Linked DNA regions of Macaca mulatta: all the other regions are linked to region 3. The links are chromatin contacts, called in public Hi-C maps. All regions are on one chromosome and are shown on one strand. The core of a region is the stretch at or near the end of the contact, and the rest is flanking DNA. Distances in the headings are between cores, read along the strand shown.

The links. A called contact is a pair of places that touch in the nucleus more often than the background predicts.
Region 1: a contact with region 3 is called in a Hi-C map of blood, with 4 times the contacts expected there. The contact joins the promoter of HPS5 here to the promoter of TSG101 in region 3. A contact is called at or near these places in 5 of 14 Hi-C or Micro-C datasets (CD4 T cells, blood, cortical neurons and 2 more).
Region 2: a Hi-C map of fetal cortex germinal zone shows a contact between it and region 3, with 2.7 times the contacts expected there. The contact joins the promoter of LDHA here to the promoter of TSG101 in region 3. A contact is called at or near these places in 2 of 14 Hi-C or Micro-C datasets (fetal cortex germinal zone and fetal cortical plate).

Annotation. Positions count from the first base shown.
Region 1 is chr14:47,104,935-47,107,634 of T2T-MMU8v2.0, forward strand. It overlaps HPS5 (HPS5 biogenesis of lysosomal organelles complex 2 subunit 2), which reads left to right and starts at 1,338. Exons shown (of 22, transcript XM_077963141.1): 1 at 1,338-1,376. It overlaps GTF2H1 (general transcription factor IIH subunit 1), which reads right to left and starts at 977. Exons shown (of 16, transcript XM_015114688.3): 1 at 804-977.
Region 2 is chr14:47,021,530-47,024,323 of T2T-MMU8v2.0, forward strand. LDHA (lactate dehydrogenase A) reads right to left here and starts at 1,537. Exons shown (of 8, transcript NM_001257735.2): 1 at 1,205-1,537; 2 at 845-994. The coding sequence starts at 1,267.
Region 3 is chr14:46,873,965-46,876,664 of T2T-MMU8v2.0, forward strand. TSG101 (tumor susceptibility 101) reads left to right here and starts at 1,363. Exons shown (of 10, transcript NM_001195481.1): 1 at 1,363-1,495. The coding sequence starts at 1,454. It overlaps LOC144334275 (a long non-coding RNA gene), which reads right to left and starts at 1,298. Exons shown (of 3, transcript XR_013403962.1): 1 at 1,123-1,298; 2 at 146-259.

The sequences.
Region 1 (2,700 bases), core at 88-2,587, 230 kb after region 3:
GACAAAAGGTGTATTTTTTATACCTCCTTTCCCCGTCCCCATTTTACTGACGCTAAAAGGAGAGTTTAGGAGCCATTTGGGGCCAGGCACTGTGGCTCATGCCTATAATTCTAGCGCTTTGGGAGGTCTAGGCAGGAGAATCGCTTGAGCCCAGGAATTCGAGGTTACAGTGAGCTATTATCACGGCACTGCATTCCAGCCAGGACGACGGAGCAAGACCGTGTCTCTTTAAAAAAAAAAAGTCACCTCCTTATTCAATTTGGCCTTTGAGAACACTGGGGGATATACAAAACAATTATGTGTATATCCAGGTACTCACGGTCTATTTTTCATCATTTCACCACAACCAAATGACCAAAACTAGGAATGTGTGGACTGGCCCATGTGTTAAGAAGGTTTTTAAGAGAGGTAAGATTGACAGGTGGAAGCAAAAGGTGTGCAGACACCAAGGTGAGAGCTTTTCTCTTACAGAATACCAGACTCAACAGCACATTTCCTGACGGGAAGGGCTTCTCTGTCTGGGAGAGGCCTCCACTTCATTCTCATAAGCCAAATCTGATCCTGGCTTTGGGTAAACCTGCTCTCAGTGGAAGAGCAAGCTTCCTTTAGACAAGTAGATTAGGGGTCGCCTCTTCCTCGCCTCGGGGTAAGGGCAAACAAGACGGTAGGTTTGGGCGTTGGGAGGACGCCGACAGCGACGCTGGGAAAAGGGGTAGAATCCACGCCGTCCTGCGGCCCCCAGGCCTGTCAGATCCTCACCCGCCCACCCACCCGCCCGCCCGCATTCTTCGGTCCAAACTTACCAGGTAGAAGCCACAACTCCAGACAGGAAGTAACTAACTGGGTTGGATCTGGTCGAGTTCCGCTGCGCTTCTTAGAGCCGCTGCTGGGAAGAAGCTGAAACCCAGTGGCTGCAGGAGTTGCCACCGCCTCTGTTACTGGGGGGTCTCGGCTCCATCGCTGGCTGCGAGGAGTCCGAGGGCACGTGACCGGAAGTAGCAAGGCGGGCCCTAGGCACGTGACTCAAGAGCGCGGCCGCCATGACACCTTCCGCTAGTTCCCTCCCTCCCCCACGGTTTCCCGCCTGTTTCGTTTCCTCTCTCCGGTTTCGAGCGGCGAAGGGTCCTGGGATCCTGGCCGGCCCAACCATTTGGCCTAGAGCTCCTGTGGTTCCAGTCGGCGCCGTGTCTTCAGCCCGCAACGGCCCTCCGGCTCCAGGCCGTAGAGAGCGTAATCGCGACCGCGACCTGAGGGGGAGGGACTACGCGCAAGCAGGGGGCGTGACCCGTCACGTGATGAGGAAGTGCCGTTAGTAGCGTTGTCTCGGGTCCGCGGCTCTCCTGGATGACGTCAGCAAGGAAGGGGAGGAACGGGAGGTGAGACTGAAGTGCATGTTCTGCTGTTAGTGGGCGGTGAATTCCCCGGCGCTAAGTCGGAAGCCAAGATCCGATCCACTGAGAGCTGCGAGGTACTGGCCTGGATGTGGTGGAGCTGGGTTGGGACCTCCGGGCTGCTGGTCTGTGAGCCTGGCTTTGAAAATTGGTTACTGGGTCTCCTCTCAAGAGATCTCAAGATATTAAAGTTACTGCTGTTAAAAAGGTAGTAGTTCCACTAGGCAAGGAACTTTTTGTGGGCAGGGATTGTATTTTGTTCATCCTTGTGTCTCTAGCGGTGTGTTCAGGTCCTGGAACATAGAAGGCACTCGAATGTTGAATGAATGAATGTATGAATGAGTCAGTCGCCATTTGTCTGAGGCAGAGAGTTGTTTTCTGATCATTTCTTCTTAGAAAGATCCCCTTGTGAAAATGAGACAGTCGGCAACTTCTCCTTCTCATTTCTTCAGTTTTTGCTCTCGTATTTCTTTCTCGTCTTTTCTTCCACGCACCTACTGGGGCAAAAGAGAACATATTTGCATTTGATGTGTGAGCAACAAACACTGAACTATTTTACGATAATGGGAAGATGATGAGATTTGGATTCAGGAGACGTGTATTCTAATCTCAGATATACCATTGATGAGCTCTGTGGTCCTTGGGCAAGCCAGTCTTCCAAAAGTTGTTTCATTTACTTTGGTTAAGCATTTGTCGTCAACTTGTATGTTCTTAGTTTTTGGTAGAGTCACTTCACAGAAGTAACATTTAAACTCAGCTTTGCAGAAAGATAGGGTTTTGGTAAATGGGGGAAGATTCCAAAAACATCATGTTTTAAACCATGGAGGCACAGCAAGTTTATAGAATGAAAGAGAAAAAAAAGAGTTGAGTCCAATGTAGTTGGAAATAGGAGAGAGGTTAAGATGGGAAATGAAGAAATAGAGCTATTGAAGGCTTGTACAGTATTAAGTACATACTTTTAAAACTTTATTGTGGAAAATTTCAAACGTAGACAAAAGTAGGATAATAAAATGAACCCTCATGTACACTTAACGCAACTTGGGCAATTATCAGCATTCTGCTGTTCCTGTTTATACTGTTTGTACATTTCTAGGTACTTTTTGTATCCGTTGTTGCATTTGATTAATAGCAGCTTTCAATTTGAGCTCAGTTCTACTGTATGTAGCTACTGGCTAAGAAGATTTTGTTTATGTAAACAATTTCTTTGGGTTTTAGTTGACCACTTGCTCTGTTGAATCAACGGTGTAACACGGCCACTTAAACACAACTAATACTATTTTAGGTTGTAATATAGAAACTTAGTGTCTAG
Region 2 (2,794 bases), core at 287-2,786, 150 kb after region 3:
GATTTTTATTTTTATTTTTGAAATGGAGTCTCACTGTCACCCAGACTGGAGTACAGTAGTGCTATCTTGGCTCACTGCAACCTCCACCTCCCATGTTCAAGCAATTCTCCTGCCTCAGCCTCCCAAGTAGCTGGGACTATAGGCGTGTGCCAGCACACCCGGCTAATTTTTGTATTTTTAGTAGAGATGGGCTTTCATCATGTTAGTCAGGATGGTCTCCTTCTCCTGACCTCGTGATCTGCCCACCTCGGCCTCCTCCTAAAGTGCTGGGATTACAGGTGTAAGCCACCGCGCCCGGCCTCAGACATTTTCACGTTGTAAGCTGCCTCAATTTCTTTTAAATATAAATCAGGTTTCAATAGTGTAATAAGGAGTGCTTTACTCACAATTTCTCTTTTTTCTAATTAAATTTTAGTTCCATAATTGATAACAAAATTGCTACCTAAGGCACAGGGGTAATGAGGTTTGGGTAGAACTTAAGATTTCCCATATAATTTTACCATATGTGTCATTTCAAATTCAAAAATCACTTTAAAAGAATTTTGGCTCATTTAAAGTCATGGACCCTTCCTTTTCATTGGTAGTCAATCCATGCATGTTAATACAGAATAATGAATTTTAGGAACTGGGTCTCCAGCCTGATGACCTTTGATTGTTTTTAATTTCAGATACACTTTTGGTGTATCATCATATTTCCAAACTTTGTTTCACAGAAAGTTATCTGAATGAGTGCATAAATCTAAATATTGTTATATGAAACGTAATAATACAATTCTAGGGGTGGGAGTGGGGGCAGAGGACGGGGTCAAGGTATGGGCTTCCAGTGTGGTAGATTCTCACTTACCTTCATTAAGATACTGATGGCACAGGCCATGCCAACAGCACCAACCCCAACAACTGTAATCTTATTCTGGGGAGTCTGTTCTTCCTTTAGAAGATTATGAATCAGCTGATCCTTGAGAGTTGCCATATTGGACTTGGAACCAAAAGGAATCTATAGGGGGAAAAACACTTAGTGTCACTACATCCTCTTTAGTGTTTGTTAACCCAGAGTTTTTTTAAAGCTATTTTACTTCCTTCGGGGGTATTTGCCACTATAAAATCACAAGAGATGACTAAAAAGGGAGGGGAAAAAAACCTAATGATTGCCAAAAGAGAGTTGAAAGGCCTAATGACAGGGTCGGTGAAGAGTGAAGGCCCATACCTTAGCGTGGAAAAGGAATATCGACGTTTGGGTGTAAGTATAGCCTCCTGAGGGCTCACCCATCGCGGTTTATTAACCCCAAGTGGGGCTGGCCTTTCCTCAGACAAGATCACTTTGAGCCACTCCTGCTCCTACAGCAAGGACACAGCCAGGCTTCAAGTAAAAACCAGAGGTATGTGCAGAAAAGCCACTAACTGCCACAAAGCTCGAGCCCAAGGCACTGAAGCGTGCGGTGATCCGCGCGCATGCGCGCTTTGTGGTTCTCCTCGCTCGGAAAGGTGGGCGGAAATCAGACTAATAGCTGCGGCTTCAGACCGCCCTGCTTTTACGCCCCGCCCAAATCCGGAAGATGGGCGGGCCCTGGAAACTTGTGTGCGTGCGCATGCGCATTACAGAGCGCAGGGGCGAAGCCGATTATCCTAGCGGCCTCCGGCCATTGGGAAGCGGGCAACTGGCCAGACGGCAGAGGCCTGAGAAGCCCCGCCCGCAAGCAGAGGCAATCTGGAGCTATCCAGCTCAGTGGGTGAGACAGGAGGAGCTGGGATTCAGACTTCAGACCTAATGAATGCCCCGAAGCAGACGCGAGCAACGTGAAGCCTAGCTGGCAGCCTCCCAGGCCTGGCGCGCAGTCAGCGCCAGACTTTAAATCTCAATACTAGAAACCAGGGCCTGTTAACCAACCCAGAGGGAGGCGCACGGTGTGGCTTCTACCGTGATCCTTGTTGCAAAGGCCTGTCAGGCCCAATATGAAGAAATTGTTTGAGTACAGGGAGTGTAGAAATAGCTGCAGAGGACCTGAGGCCTGCAGCCCTAGAGTTAATAGCTACTTGATGGAACCCTCGAATTCTTTCTACCGTGTTAATCCAACCCTGCACTGCATTCGCTGGAAGGAATATCACAGGCTGCATCCCCAAAGTATCACGTCTAGTTTTTTTTTTTTTTTTTTTTTTTTTTTTTTATTTTGAGACGGAGTCTGGCTCTGTCGCCCGGGCTGGAGTGCAGTGGCCGGATCTCAGCTCACTGCAAGCTCCGCCTCCCGGGTTTTTGCGCCATTCTCCTGCCTCAGCCTCCTGAGTAGCTGGGACTACAGGCGCCCGCCACCTCGCCCGGCTAGTTTTTTGTATTTTTAGTAGAGACGGGGTTTCACCGTGTTAGCCAGGATGGTCTCGATCTCCTGACCTCGTGATCCGCCCGTCTCGGCCTCCCAAAGTGCTGGGATTACAGGCTTGAGCCACCGCGCCCGGCCTATCACGTCTAGTTTTGACACCACTCCAAAGGGCAAAAACCCGAGAGGACCTCTAGGCAGGCAGCCCAGAGCCACCAAGCTGGAGTCGGGTCTCTCCTTACAAATCACTGCTATTTCTAGACAGCCTTGTAAGGTTTCTAGCCTGGCAGGGGGAAGGGAGTTCCTGCGGACACCTGCTAGCTTCACTAACGGCCCCGGGATCCAATGCTACCTTCAATGTAGGGGCGGAGGTGGGAGGGCATGGGGTGATGGAAGGGTGCGTCTAGCGGCGAGAGACAGGCAAAAACGAGTTCTACTCCTCACCTCTGCCGCCTACTCACTGGGAACTTAGAGATCCCTGACTG
Region 3 (2,700 bases), core at 113-2,612:
TTACCTGGCATTCCTCCAATTCATAAAGGTACAGTTGCTCTAATTAAAGGGACTCCTGGTTAAGCCATGGCTTTAAGAACAGTTTGAAAACCCCATTGCTTTTAAAAAACATAAAACAGCAAGTAAAATGGAAGGACAGACTGACCTCTAGTTTGGTTTGACTGGAGCTGTATGCTTAACTAAGGAGCTGGAAAACAGGCGGAGGTTGCAGTGAGCCGAGATGGTGCTACTGCACTCCAGCCTGGGCGATGGAGTGAGACTGTCTCAAAAAAAAGAAAAGAAAAGAAAAACAATACTTATTGGAATAGTCTTTATTTGTGTGTGTTAACAACAGTTTATAATGATGCTTCTACATGCTTTCAGTTACGCCCTCCTTGTGAATGTGACCTTCATTTAGATGCCAACTTTGAAGGGAATCAATACCACAGCCTTGTTCTCATTAGGGCTGTACTAAAATAACTGAAACTGTCACACATCTCATCATCAAACTCAAAATTGTACAATACCTTGAATGACACTGTGGTTACAAAACTGACGGTGATGTGTAATGATGACTAATGTAAGTCACCATGAAGAATTTTTATGGGAAGTAAAAATTCAATTAAGATGGAAGTACCTACCCTTGCATTGTGCAAGGCAATGAAGATCTGAAGTAAGCCTGCCTTCAAGGGCTTGGATTTTGACAGTGACAGGTACAAAAATACAGCACCAGGTAAAATACGGCCTGTATTATCATTTATGTCTGGGTACAGGAGAAAGCTGACTTTAGGAATGGTTTCCTGGAGAAGAAATTACTATCTGGCTTCTCGTGAAACAAAGGCTCTACATTTTACCCTTGCCAACGTAGTATGAAGGTCTTTAAAGCTTAAAAAAAAAATTAATTAGAGGAACACTGGGCATCATCTAATGCAAGTGTATCACTTTACAGTCGGGAGAAACGTATGCCTGAGCTAGAAATGCACTAGCCTACCATTATCACAAGGGCAAGTCAGTGACACAACACTCTGACTGCCAGTGCAGTGCCCTCCCACTTGATGAATCAGTCATTAAGGCGCATTGGCAAGCCCTTGGTACTTCTTCCCTTTCAGGCACTAGCTTCCTAAAGTCGACTCTGTGAAATACCTGCCAATCTTATCCTGAACCGGAGTTTCGACCCTCGGAACAGTCTTGCCCACATCTTTGGGACCTGATTCGTCCTGCTGAATCCGGCACTCGAGGGTAGGGTTGGTTGGAACCCACCCCGTCAAGTCTCTTTCAATCCCACACGGCGTTCACCCTTGCCCGCAGGATGGCGGCCCGGAAGTGACGTAGTGGAAACGGAAGTGGTGCTTTGGTTCCGACTTCCTGTTGTTTGAGGCCGGGTCGGGGGTGTGCGATTGTGTGGGACGGCCTGGGGCAGCCCAGCAGCGGCTGACTTTCTGCCTGCGGGAAAGGGAGTCGCGAGTGGGCCGTCATGGCGGTGTCGGAGAGCCAGCTCAAGAAAATGGTGTCCAAGGTGAGGCTGCGACGCGCTCGCCCTCCAGCGCGCGCCCACCGCTCCCTTCCGCGCCCTGCCGAGTCCGTCCCGGCCCAGCCAAACAAGCTTCCCAGACGGGCCGGAAGCCCCAGTACAGCTCTTAGCCACCTTCTCAGACCCCCGCCCCGAGGCGCCTGTCGCCTGGTGCGGGAATCCCCGTACGGGAGCTGGGAGGGTGGGGGGCGGCGACAGTCGACAGAGACGTGGAGCGGAAACTGCCGGACACCTGCCGCCCACCCGCCCTTCTCTCTTCCACAGAGTTTGGAGCTGTCTATGGGGCAGTGTGGTTTTTCGTCTTAGTTTCTGTAAACACAAAGACGGAATCTCATTTAGTTCTAGATCTGAGGCAATCCTCTATTGCTGTCCCAATCCAGGGATCCTCCAGTCTTAGCCTTTCTTTTGCCGACCTGCAGAGATTGTGGCCTTTTCAGTTTTGTATTCTCCGGAAAAGTCCAGAGAAGCCAAAATACCAGTCCCTTACTGAAATACCATTACCGTTTCAGGGATTTGCTAAGAGTAACTACTCTTAAGTGTATGCTGCTTATAATGCGTATTTATTTGCTTTGAGCTTAATCTATGATCTTCACGGCTCAAGGCTATTTTTTTTTTTCAATTTTTAAAAAAGCAGTTAAGCATTTTGTATTTTAAAGCCATGATTTATTTATATAATTACTTCAAACGTGGCACCTCACACCAGAGTGGAATGGCTTTTGTTATGTTTTGTTGTAATTTTCCAAAACTATGTAAAATGATTGAGAGTTGAGTCTTGACCAGTTCAACGTGTTAGCTTCGGATAGTTTTGTCAAAGCAAGAATGGTAGCAATCAGCGGTTTAAGCGGTTTCAGTTTTTAATAAAACACACTATTATGTATAAAACATTTTTAAAAACGGACTTTTTCCAGTTAAATCGCCCCCATAGTCCTTGATTGAAGACCAAGTAACCTCTAAAGAGAAAGTGACAGTTTTCAAAATAAAGCATACCTTAGTTGTGTAATCATGTATTTTAGGCTTATTGGTTTTGTTTTGACAAACTAGTTATCCTTAGTTACAGAGGACGTGTGGGAAGCCATAGAAGATTGTGACCCAGGTAAAGATCCATGTTGTAACTTTTATACATCACTTTCTGAAAAAACGGTATATTGTTTTACATAGTATGTAGCTGAAGAGTATCTGTTCCGTTACTT